2 separate regions of the Rattus norvegicus genome follow, and region 1 is linked to region 2. The links are chromatin contacts, called in public Hi-C maps. All regions are on one chromosome and are shown on one strand. The core of a region is the stretch at or near the end of the contact, and the rest is flanking DNA. Distances in the headings are between cores, read along the strand shown.

Region 1 (5,049 bases), core at 1,543-4,042, 380 kb before region 2:
ACTGTGAGTATTGAATTTCTATTCTTTGAAAATGACCAGTTTAATGTACTTTATCACAGCAGTACACATGGACAAAGACAATGAATGGTCTTTTAAGAATCATATTTCTGCAATCGTAAGCGGACTTGTTTTCTTCTATGCTAAGGTTCTCTGCCAGTGTCTTCTCCACTGTTCTGTTGCTATGAAGAGACACCGGGACCAAGGAAACTCATAGAAAAGTTTGTAGGGGCTTACAGTTCTAGAGGGTTAGACCCTCATGTTGGGAAGAATGGCAGCAGGCAGGCAGGCATGAATGGAGTTGGAGCGGTGGCTAAGAACTCACATCTTTAACCAAGAGTAGCATGCAGAGAGAGCTAGCTAGGAATTGTGCGAGCTTTTGAAACCACCTTCACCGACACACTTTCTTCAACAAGGCCACACCTCCGAATCCTTCCCAAACAGTTCTACAAAAAGAGGACCAGTTATTCAAACATGTGAGCCTACGGTAGCCATTCTCATTTAAACTGCCACACCTACCTACCCAATCAGGTAGGTGATTTCCTTAAAAGAGGAACAGGAGAAAAATTCAACAATATGAGCTCGCTACAAAATAAGAGAACAGAAAAGTAATAAAGCACCAAGTGTTCACCCCCGATGTTCTTTTGTATTACATTTTCAAGATGTATTTATTCTTCTTTCGTGTATATGAATGTTTTGCCTGCATGTATGTATGCGTACCCTGCATGTTTGGTGTCCACAGAAGCCAGAAGAGGGTGTCAGATCCCCTGGAATTGGAGTTACAGATGGTTGTGAGCTGCCAGTGGGCGCTGATGACCAAATCCAGGTCCTCTAGAATGACAACCAGAGCTCTTAATTACTGAGCCATCAACCAGCTTTTTTGTTTGTTTTGTTTTTACTTTAAAACTTTTTATATTTAAAAAATGTTTTCTACCATCCCAACTGCAGTTTCTCCTCCTAATCTCTCACCTTCTGCCTTCCTTTTGCCCCCTCCACCCCTCTACCTTTCTCTTCAGATAAAGGGTAGACCTCCCATGGATATCAACCACACATGGAATATCAAGTTGCAGTATAATTAGGCACCTCCCCTTGTATGAAGGCTTGGTGAGGCAACTAGGGGGAGGAAAAGGGTCCCAAAAGCAGGCAAAAGAGTTAGAGACAGCCCCCGCTCCTACTGTTAGGGGCACCACAGGAAGGCCAAGCTACACAACTACATCACATGTGCAGAGGGCCCAGGTCCTTGACTTCTTTGGCTCCTGTAGGTTGATGTCATTATGCAGGTGAAGGCATGTACAGGATAGAATGAGGCCTGCCATTGGATGAGAAGGAAAGATGGGCGGGAGAAAAGTTTTAGAGGGGCAGAGGAGGCTGGAGAGAGGAGGGAGCAGAGAGAACGTGGCGGCCGATGTTAAGACTCCCCTCTGCACATATTACAGGTCGTTATGACGATTCTTAAGGGATGGGTGTGTACAGGATTTTGTGTTGTCCAGATGGGCAAATTATATCTTATCAATTGGATCAGAGGATATTGTGTGATGTGCTCTTTCATGTGGCGACTTAAGTTCAAGAGAGTGTATGGTGGCTGGACACACCGGGCCGCCACAGAATTGGGATGTGTATGCCTGGCGTGGGGGAAACCAGCCAAGAGAGCTGTGAGTGAGGGTGGGGCAGCCTGACAGGGTGCCGTGTTGGAATGGCTCACGGACAGCGGACAGCGGGTCAGAAAGTAGATGGGGGCAGTGTGGAGCCTCTGAGATAAGTTAGCACTCGTTCCAATAGCCCGCTGGGAGCAGAACTAGCAAGGATTCTGCCCTTTTTAGTTTTTACTACTACAAGCTCCTACAATCCTTCCCCCCTGTCTTCAGCAGGATTCCCTGAGCTCTGCCTGTTTGACTGTGGATCTCAACATCTGTTTCCACCAGTCGTTGGATGAAGCCTCTCTGATGACAAGTTAGTTAGGCACCAATCTCTAAGTATAGCAGAGTATCACGGAAAAACATTTCACTGACAACTCCCCCTCCCATTTATTTATTTATTTATTTATTTATTTATTTATTTATTTATTTATTTGCCAGTCAAGTTTGGTTCTATACTAGGTCTCTGAGCTTTCTCATGCCGTGAGCCTCAAGCTGGACCAGTCGTTGTTTGGCCACTCCCACAATTTGTGTCAGCTTTACCCTGGCACACCTCGTAGTCAGGACAAATTGTCTGCCAAAGGTTTTGTCGCTGGCTCAGTGTCCCAGTCCCTCCACTGGAATTCCGTCTTGGCTGATTACAGGAGATGGTGGGTTTGAGCAAAGTATCTCCGTTTGCTATGAGTCCTGGGCGAATCCTGTTGCAGGGCTGGCCCATGAGGAAGGAGAGCTTGCATGGATACCTGATAAATATGCAGATTTGCTATTTTTCCTACTTGTTAATAGCTGTCTGTAATTAACACGGTGACCACCATCTATCTCCGTGCGGGTTTCTAATATAGATAAGAGTTCAATAATCTGATATGAAACTCAAAATAATTCTTTATTCTGGATGTTTCTTTTTCAACTTTTTATTGATTTGTGAGTTCCACATCATGTGAGGTCTCACTCAACTCCCTGTTCCCTCGTATTTACCCCCCACCCTGGCAACTTCCCCTGCACAAGAAAATAAAAACAAACAAGGCGAAGCAGAGCATAGACAACATCTCACTGTGGAAGCTGCAGTTTGTCACAGTGCGTCCCACAGTCTGTCCCTCTGCCCTCACTCCTTCATTTGCAAACGTTTGTTGCAGTGAGTCATTGGTCTGGGTCAAGGCCTCTGGCTTCTGTGATATCATCAGTATTGGATCCTCACCAGGACTCTTCCCGGCTATGCTGTTGTTGCCCTGGGTCATGGAGATCCTGCAGCTGTGGACCAGCAGGACTGGTGATTCCACATGCTCCAACAATTCACAGATGATGTAAATGTTAGGGTGGGAGAACGCAAAGCCATAGATCTGGGCCTGGACATCCATGCCACTGAGGCGAGCTCTACAGCACCGATGAGGTTAGCCTGCCCAAGGCTGCCGCTGGCAGGGTCAGATCTCCTGTTCTCATGCTCTTGGGCAGGCTCACCCACAGTCACACCTCCAGAGCCAGTTACACAGTTGAGACATAGGGGCCACTTTCCCAAGCACTGCAGCAGGCTCTCCCTCTCCCTCTCTCTCTCCCTCTCCCCTCTCCTCACCTCCCCTTCCCCGTCTCCCTCTTCCCCTCCCCCTTCTCCTCCTCCTATCCCTCTCCCTCTCACCTCCCCCTCTTCCTTGCCCTCCTCCTCCTTCTCCCCCTCCCTCTCCCCCTCCCTCTCCCTCTCCCTCTCTCTCTATCTGTCCCTCCCACAACCCCCCCTGCCCCCAACAGGGCCGGATCATCCACACCCACACAACCAGGGACAGCTCCACTCTGCTGCCCAGGTGAAACACAGGGCCCACTCTGCCAAGTGCCAAAGCAGGTGAGAGGTGGGGCCAGCTCTCCAGCGTACCACAGCCAATGAGGGGCAGGGCCAGTTCTGCACATCCCTTGGACATTTATATAAACCAGGTTGGCTGCTCAGACCAGGGACATCCCTATGGTCTGTAGTGGTAATATGAGCCCCAAACATTGTTACCTGACCCCTGCTGCTGCCTGGCCATGGACTCAGACATGGCCCTCAGCAGCTGCATGGGCTAGACTTCATCATGGCTTCAGGTGTTGGACTCACAGCAGGCTGTTCCTCTTCACCCTTGTGTCTTCAGTTCCATTTCTCTTCATAATGTTCAAGCTCTTCCGTTTCCCTTTCCTCTCTGTCCATCACATACTTGCAGACTGCAGTGGCTGCCACTGAGAGTGGGCCATGTGACTGACAAGCCTCTGGGTGACCTTCTCTACCCTCCCGCAAGTGGGCCTTTAGATGTCTACAGCCCACCATGAGGCATGGTGGTACAGTGGGGGTGTCTCTGGACATCTCCCCCTTCCTGCACTGCACCAAAAGGGGGCAGGTGGGCCTCTGTGTGTCTACGGCCCCTCTCTCAAGATGACTGTTTTCAGTGTAAATAAAGTTATTCCAAATGTTTCAAGCACCTGATACGATTCAATAGACAACTATAGTTCTTCAACTTGTTTCAACATTTCACATCGATAAATCATGTTCCCTAATCCATTAATGTCTCCTTCTGCCGACACACAGGTTTCTCATCTTGACTGCATATCAAAACCACCCAAGGAGGCCTAACAGACCTGGCTCAGAGCAAAACACAAGAAATTACGCCACCGTCTCTGGTGGTGGGACTGTGATTTCAGTAGTCTCTCTCTCAGCGGGCTGCGGGGAGTGTGACTGGGTCAGCGGGTAGAACTCATGTGACACCAGATGTTCACAAAGTAAAGAAACACCAGATGTTTGCCAGGCATTCCCACCCAAGGACCATTATTCTGCATCTGAGACATTTGAACCTTCATCAGTGAGTTCCCATCCCTTGCACCCAAGACACCACAAGGACCTAGTGCTCTCCAGAGAGAGAGGAGCCTCCTGTTTTAAGGGCCATTCCAGAAAGCTAATCCTGAGAGGAATGAATGGGTCATTGTCTCCCACACAGAGTCCCATGAGAGTGCGGAGCTGTGGAGAGATTCTGAAATGGCTAGGTGGTATCAGGCAGGTGCTTCATGTCCAGCATTAGTCTTGCCAAATAACGAGCAAAGCCAGCAAGGTCTCCATTTCTCCTCCGCTCAGGGGCTTTGTCCCCAGTCTGTCAGCACAGGAAATTGCTGGTGGGTGTCTTGTTTCACGAAGGGGGGCAGGAGAAATACAGAGGGTGTGCTGCTCTGAGCTTTGAGTGCTATTGGGTCATGATTGAATGAACCTTTGCACAAAGCTGCCCCACCTCTGGTGAACTATGCCACCCAGAGGAAGCCGCAAAGGCACCAACCAGTCAAGGTTTCCAAATACTTGTGGCAGGCGCAGAAGGGCAGTATGCCCCGTAAATCAGAGAGGAGTACATTGGTGTGGCTTCTGAATATAAAATCAGAGAAACTGATGCTTTTTTGTTTTCATTTTCTCCTTCAC
Region 2 (5,291 bases), core at 1,191-3,690:
GTAACCCGGAAGACAAAGCACCAACATCAAGGACACCCCTCAGTCAGACTGTCTTCCACTGCAGCTTGGGTCTAGGAGCAACACTCCACTGTGGCCCACGCCCCTCTGTGCTGGGCGCGTGAACACAGACTCTGGCCTGTGGTAGCAGAAAGACCAACCGCTAGCAACTTCTGTCCATCTACAGTCTCCGGAGCACAAGAGGAAGAGGGTTCTCTGGGGGTCCAGCTCCTACTGAGCCCAGTGAATCTGAGCTGTGCTCCTCTTTGACTCGGAAACTGATACAGGGCATAGCATGTGCATTGACATGGTTAATAATAATAATAATAGTAATAATAGTAATAATAATAATAATCCATAGTTGTAATAATTTACAATATTGGGAAATATTACCAAGTAAAAGGACGATGTAGCTGGAGAGGGGGCCGGCTCCCATGTGACAAAATCCACTAATGCCCGCTGTGTGTCTTCTTCTGCTCCAGTCTTCTACCAACTCATCTCTGCAGATGCCTCCTCACTTTGTGGGTTTTGGGGACATCATTTAACCTAGGATTAACACAACCCTGGAGGCTGTGTCTCTTTCCCACATTCCCCAATGATCACATCTACATGTCTTAACCAAATGCGGGAATATGAAGCGCTCCCTCAGCACCCAGTTCAATGAGTTCTGCTGGAAGAAGAAAGAGAAGAGAACCCTGAGGCCCGACCCCACTCTCAAAGGGGTTTATTGCCTTGTTGGATAGAGGAAGAAATACCTTGGTTATGCAGACTCTGTGCATACTGCAAGTTCACAAAAGGCAAGGTTGGTGTCATAAGCAATTCTTGATGGACTAAATAATAACCCAAGTGAGCAAGGTGAAATTTACATTGTTAGGACCACGGGCGCTAGGAAACCACTGGAGGTTTAGCTAAAGGGGACGATATATTCAAAGCATCTCTACAGGAATTAAAAATCAACCAGCAGTATGGATGGATGGTTGAGCCAGAACAAGGAAAGACGAGGAGGCCAAGTCCTAGCTCCATGTCTTAATTAGGCTTTTGTTGCATGACAAACACCATGACCAAGAGCAACTTGTGGGCATGAGGGGAATAGTTTCAGTTTCACATCACAGCCCATCATCAAAGGAAGTCAGGGCAGGAACTCAAGGCAGGAACCAATGCAGAGGACAGGGATGGGCGCTGCTTACTGCCCTGTTCCCTAGAGCTTGTTCAGCCTGCTTTCTTTCACAGCTCAGGGCCAAGGGCCCGGAAGAGACACAGTCTACAATGGGCTGGATCCTCCCACATCAACTGTTTGTAAAAAATGGCCTCACAGCCTTGCTCACAGGCCAATTTGATGGGGGCGAGTTCCTTCTTACCAAATGAATCTATACTATGTCAAGCTGACTAACTAACTAACTAACTAAATAAATAAATAAATAAATAATAACTGGGACGCTTGAGGGTCCCTCTCAATAGCTCATACATGGAGTTGCAGGTTTTAGATTAGAGATATCAGTGAAAATGCAAAGATGGGTATGAGAAATGGGCACGCTAGAGGAGGTGGGACAGAGCAGACTTGGTAAACAGGTTGTCAGCCATGCTTTGGAAGATTCTAGGCTGATATAATGTCTAAAGTAAAAAGGGAGCCATGCATGGCACCACATGCCAATTGTCCCAGCACTCGGGAGGTGGGAGGATCATGAGTTTGAAGCCAAGCTGGACTGTTTATGAAGACTGTCTCAAGAAACAAATAAATTAAAAGTGAAAAGGCTAGAGGAAGAGAGGGAGGGATGGAGATATGAGCTGTTTAATAGAAAATGTGTTCTCGAGAACCAGGGACAGGTGGGAATCTTCAAACAGCAGGTGATCCAGTTCAACAGCGCAGAGATTAGCTAGGCCCATGAATCACTCTGGGTTCCACCACTGCCTGGAAAGGCTTTTTGTATCATTAGCTTCCTGACTCTAAATACACCTTCGTCTCGCCAGCGAGTGTGCCCAGGCCTCCCTGTAGATGCCTATTTTTTTATTTCAGTCATTCTATCCCAGTAAACATGACTTGTGCACAACACAACTCATTCGTCATCTTAAGGTTGTGTTACGGTTTTCAATCTCTACACATTTTCTATTGCCTTTCAACCCCAGTCCGGGGTCAATAAACAAGACCACTCAGACACATTTCTACCAGCCTTACCTCGGAGTCTGCTTCAAGTTTCCTGAGTATTCTATTCTTCAGGTTGCCCTCTGTAATATCCTCACAGTACATAGCCTAGCCATTGTTTCTGCCAAGAAGCAGGACAGTGAATACCCATTGTCCGTTTATCACTAAGAGACCATCTAGCTGCAGTCCCTTCTCACGTTAGAATTGGAAAGTGAGAGACAAGTTATTTGGATGAACTATGCTCCCCTGGAGTATAGCAATGGGCTGCCAATCAAGCAGGGCCTGAGGGCACAGCTCTAGTTGGCAGAGAGCTAGTAACTGGCTTCGTGTAAGTAACTCAACCTGATGATTACATCCAGCCATTTCACCCCATACTGGAAATTCTTCCAGCACAGAAAGACATCTTACCGCAGTAAACAACTAGAAAGCATGCTAGATTATATGCATGCTTGAAGTTAGAAAGTCATATCTGTATCTATGTACATGCATACGTGTGTATGTCGGTAGTGAAGTGTGTTGTCCCCCACACAAGCCAGCATTAACTTTCGCTGATTCATTTGAGTGTTGTTGTTTTTTTTTTTTTTAAATAAACTGGAACTTCCTATATCTAGCCTCTATGCCAGAGTACAGTTCAAGGAAGAACGCTGTCAATAGTCATCCCATATTTATCACTTCTATGTATAGTCACATAGAAGACACCGAAATGACTCTCAATTTTTACCCCAATCCCATGAGATGCGTGTTGTTAGTCTTGTATCACAGTGAGAGAGTTAAGTAAGACGCATAGTACCAAACAGTTAACAAAGACGGGCTGGGAATCCGAATTTGAGTCTATCTGGGAAAGGACTGTCTCTATCGTGGGAACATAGAGCATTTGTCAACTGAATGACTAAATGAAGGACTCCTAGACTTACCCCATTCACCTCAGCCGTGACAATGAACTTCAGACACAGCATACATTCCCTAACTACAGGCCCATAAAAGCTATATCGGAGTTACCTTATAAAAGGGTAACACCAGGAAAACAAGTGCCATGAGGTTTTATTCATTAACCAAGGGAATCCATGCACACAGGACCTCCAGCCTGCACTTTGGCCATGTCCATGAACACATCTGACTATTAATCTTTCTCAGATCTGAAGCAGAACACTGGTTATGAGCAAAGCTTGGTTCTCGGTCCTAGGGTTGAAGCTGGCTGCCCCGCTTCTGTGACACACAGGCTCCTCTCTCGCTGGGATTTCATGGCTGGCCCGAAAGGCTGACAAACACCTTCACCCCGCATGTGCTGTGACATCACGATGCCTCAGAAGCTGCGTGCTGTTGGTATTTGGCTAGTGGCCACTGTTGGCAGTTAGCTAAATTGCGTGTCCCTGGTTTCTCCATGGCAAAATCAGGTAACTGAAGAGAATGAGGATCCTTTCATGGCCCACCAACTAGCTTTGTCTCTTTAGCTCACTTCTTCTTCTAAAAGTAAAAAAAAATTCTTCTATTACAGGTTGTCTCTAGAGTTCACTGTCGAAGCTCATTTTAATTCTTGCGTTTCAGGATGAGATACTCATTCAGAATGAATTGCTGTCATCTCAGTCACAGGGCTCAGCCCCTGGCACGGGAATTGTATTTCTTTAATGGCTTTATGCCTTTGAATGGGTTCTTTTCTGAGGTCTCTATTAGGCCTCAGTCCTTGGAGAAAACCAGTGAGAGTCACAGACAGGGTCCTCTGCTGCTCAAAAACCTGAGAAGCAAATCTGTAGAATTTTCAAACTGGAAGCTCTGTCCTGGGTGACTGTGACGGGGTACCGAGTCCTAAACACAACACAAAACAGCAGTCATTCTCCCGGGACTTCCGGGTGCCAGATGAGTTTCTTTCCTGCTCTCCAAAACGGTCAGAGATTTGCAGTAATTGAATGAAAGAATGTTTAATAACTTCAAATATTGCTTATCCAGAGAGAGAGAGATTAGGCTTTAATTAAATGGTGTCATTTAATACACCGTCCAGCAGATACCATAATTGGGTTCTTTAGCACAGAACACAGTAAAATCTAAGCTTTGCCGAAGTGATAATGACACTAATTTAGCCCAGTGGATACATAAACAGCTTGCCTGCCTCTGACACCCCAGCATATTGTACGAAGAGCCAGCTTTGATCCTGGTGTCGGCACCGCTTGGAATCAGTCCTGTCCTTCTGAAATAAAATCACTAATCAACCAGAGCAAACAAACCCTTTTTCTACTAAACAGGTACGAGGCTGGGGATGTGTCCGGGCAAGAGGTTGTTCATTTCCACAGATACAAAGAAAGAAGGGCTATCTTCAAAGCAGTTGTGAAATTACAATTCATTTGAGCAGGAAGAATGGCATCTATTATCTTTAAAACCTGATATAAATGCAAAAGAGTCCTCAGCAGTTTGTTCAAAGGTGGCAGACAATCCCGTGGCACGATGACAGCTGGGTGTTTTAAGTCCTATCTGCGATTGATCATTTGCAAGGACATTTTCCTTTCCAGGTCTGGCTCCCGTTTCCTCGTTGCTTAATCCTGAAATGGGATACAGTTACGGTCCTATTCTCTAGCCATTCTGTTTGATACTTCTGAACAAAGCAGAAAGGAGTGGGGGCCAGGCAGTGACGAATTGAACTGAACCTAATAGAAGATGAGGAAAGAACGGATCTCTTGGGGGTCTAGGGCCACAGATGTATTACAAAGTAACCAGAGATTAAATTCCTCTGCTAAATTCTTTGTTTTCAAAACTAAGTGGTGCTGCCACAGAGAGATGGAAAACTTTCATTTCCCTGATTGCAAATGACCATCAACATGTTTCTTTTGGAAAAGAATGGAAACATTGATTATACAGTGGCTGGGTGGGTCACAGGACCATGAAAAAATAGCAGTGTGGCTCTGTCACTGGGTGGGGGAGCAGAACTTGAAACCGCTGTGATCCCTGGGGTGTAACTCCACCTTCCTAGACCTTGCAATCCTGTGTCAGGGATTGCTAGCAGTAATTCAGAGCTCCTCCCTGCCCCTTAGAACTCTGACAGGGGGCTCCAGGGCTCCCCTCCAAATGCTGAGGACTGTAACTGGTTCTTTCTGTAAGCTGCATGCTAAAAACTCAAAAGTCCGAGTACAGCCAGCCTTTTAGTATCCATCAGTACTACACACAG

What was found. Hi-C and Micro-C count contacts between places; a contact is called where the count stands out from the background.
Region 1: a contact with region 2 is called in a Hi-C map of liver, with 3 times the contacts expected there. The contact joins two enhancer-like sites. A contact is called at or near these places in 2 of 12 Hi-C or Micro-C datasets (kidney and liver).

The regions. Positions count from the first base shown.
Region 1 is chr15:24,124,149-24,129,197 of GRCr8, reverse strand. No RefSeq gene overlaps it. Among named protein-coding and RNA genes, the nearest start is that of Tmem260, 87 kb to the left of the region's middle. Within about 2 kb of position 2,792, at least 6 of the 93 cell types and tissues checked have an H3K27ac peak or open chromatin away from gene starts, as enhancers often do. A contact at or near this core is called in liver, where this site is marked.
Region 2 is chr15:23,745,005-23,750,295 of GRCr8, reverse strand. No RefSeq gene overlaps it. Among named protein-coding and RNA genes, the nearest start is that of Peli2, 130 kb to the left of the region's middle. Within about 2 kb of position 2,440, at least 5 of the 93 cell types and tissues checked have an H3K27ac peak or open chromatin away from gene starts, as enhancers often do. A contact at or near this core is called in liver, where this site is marked.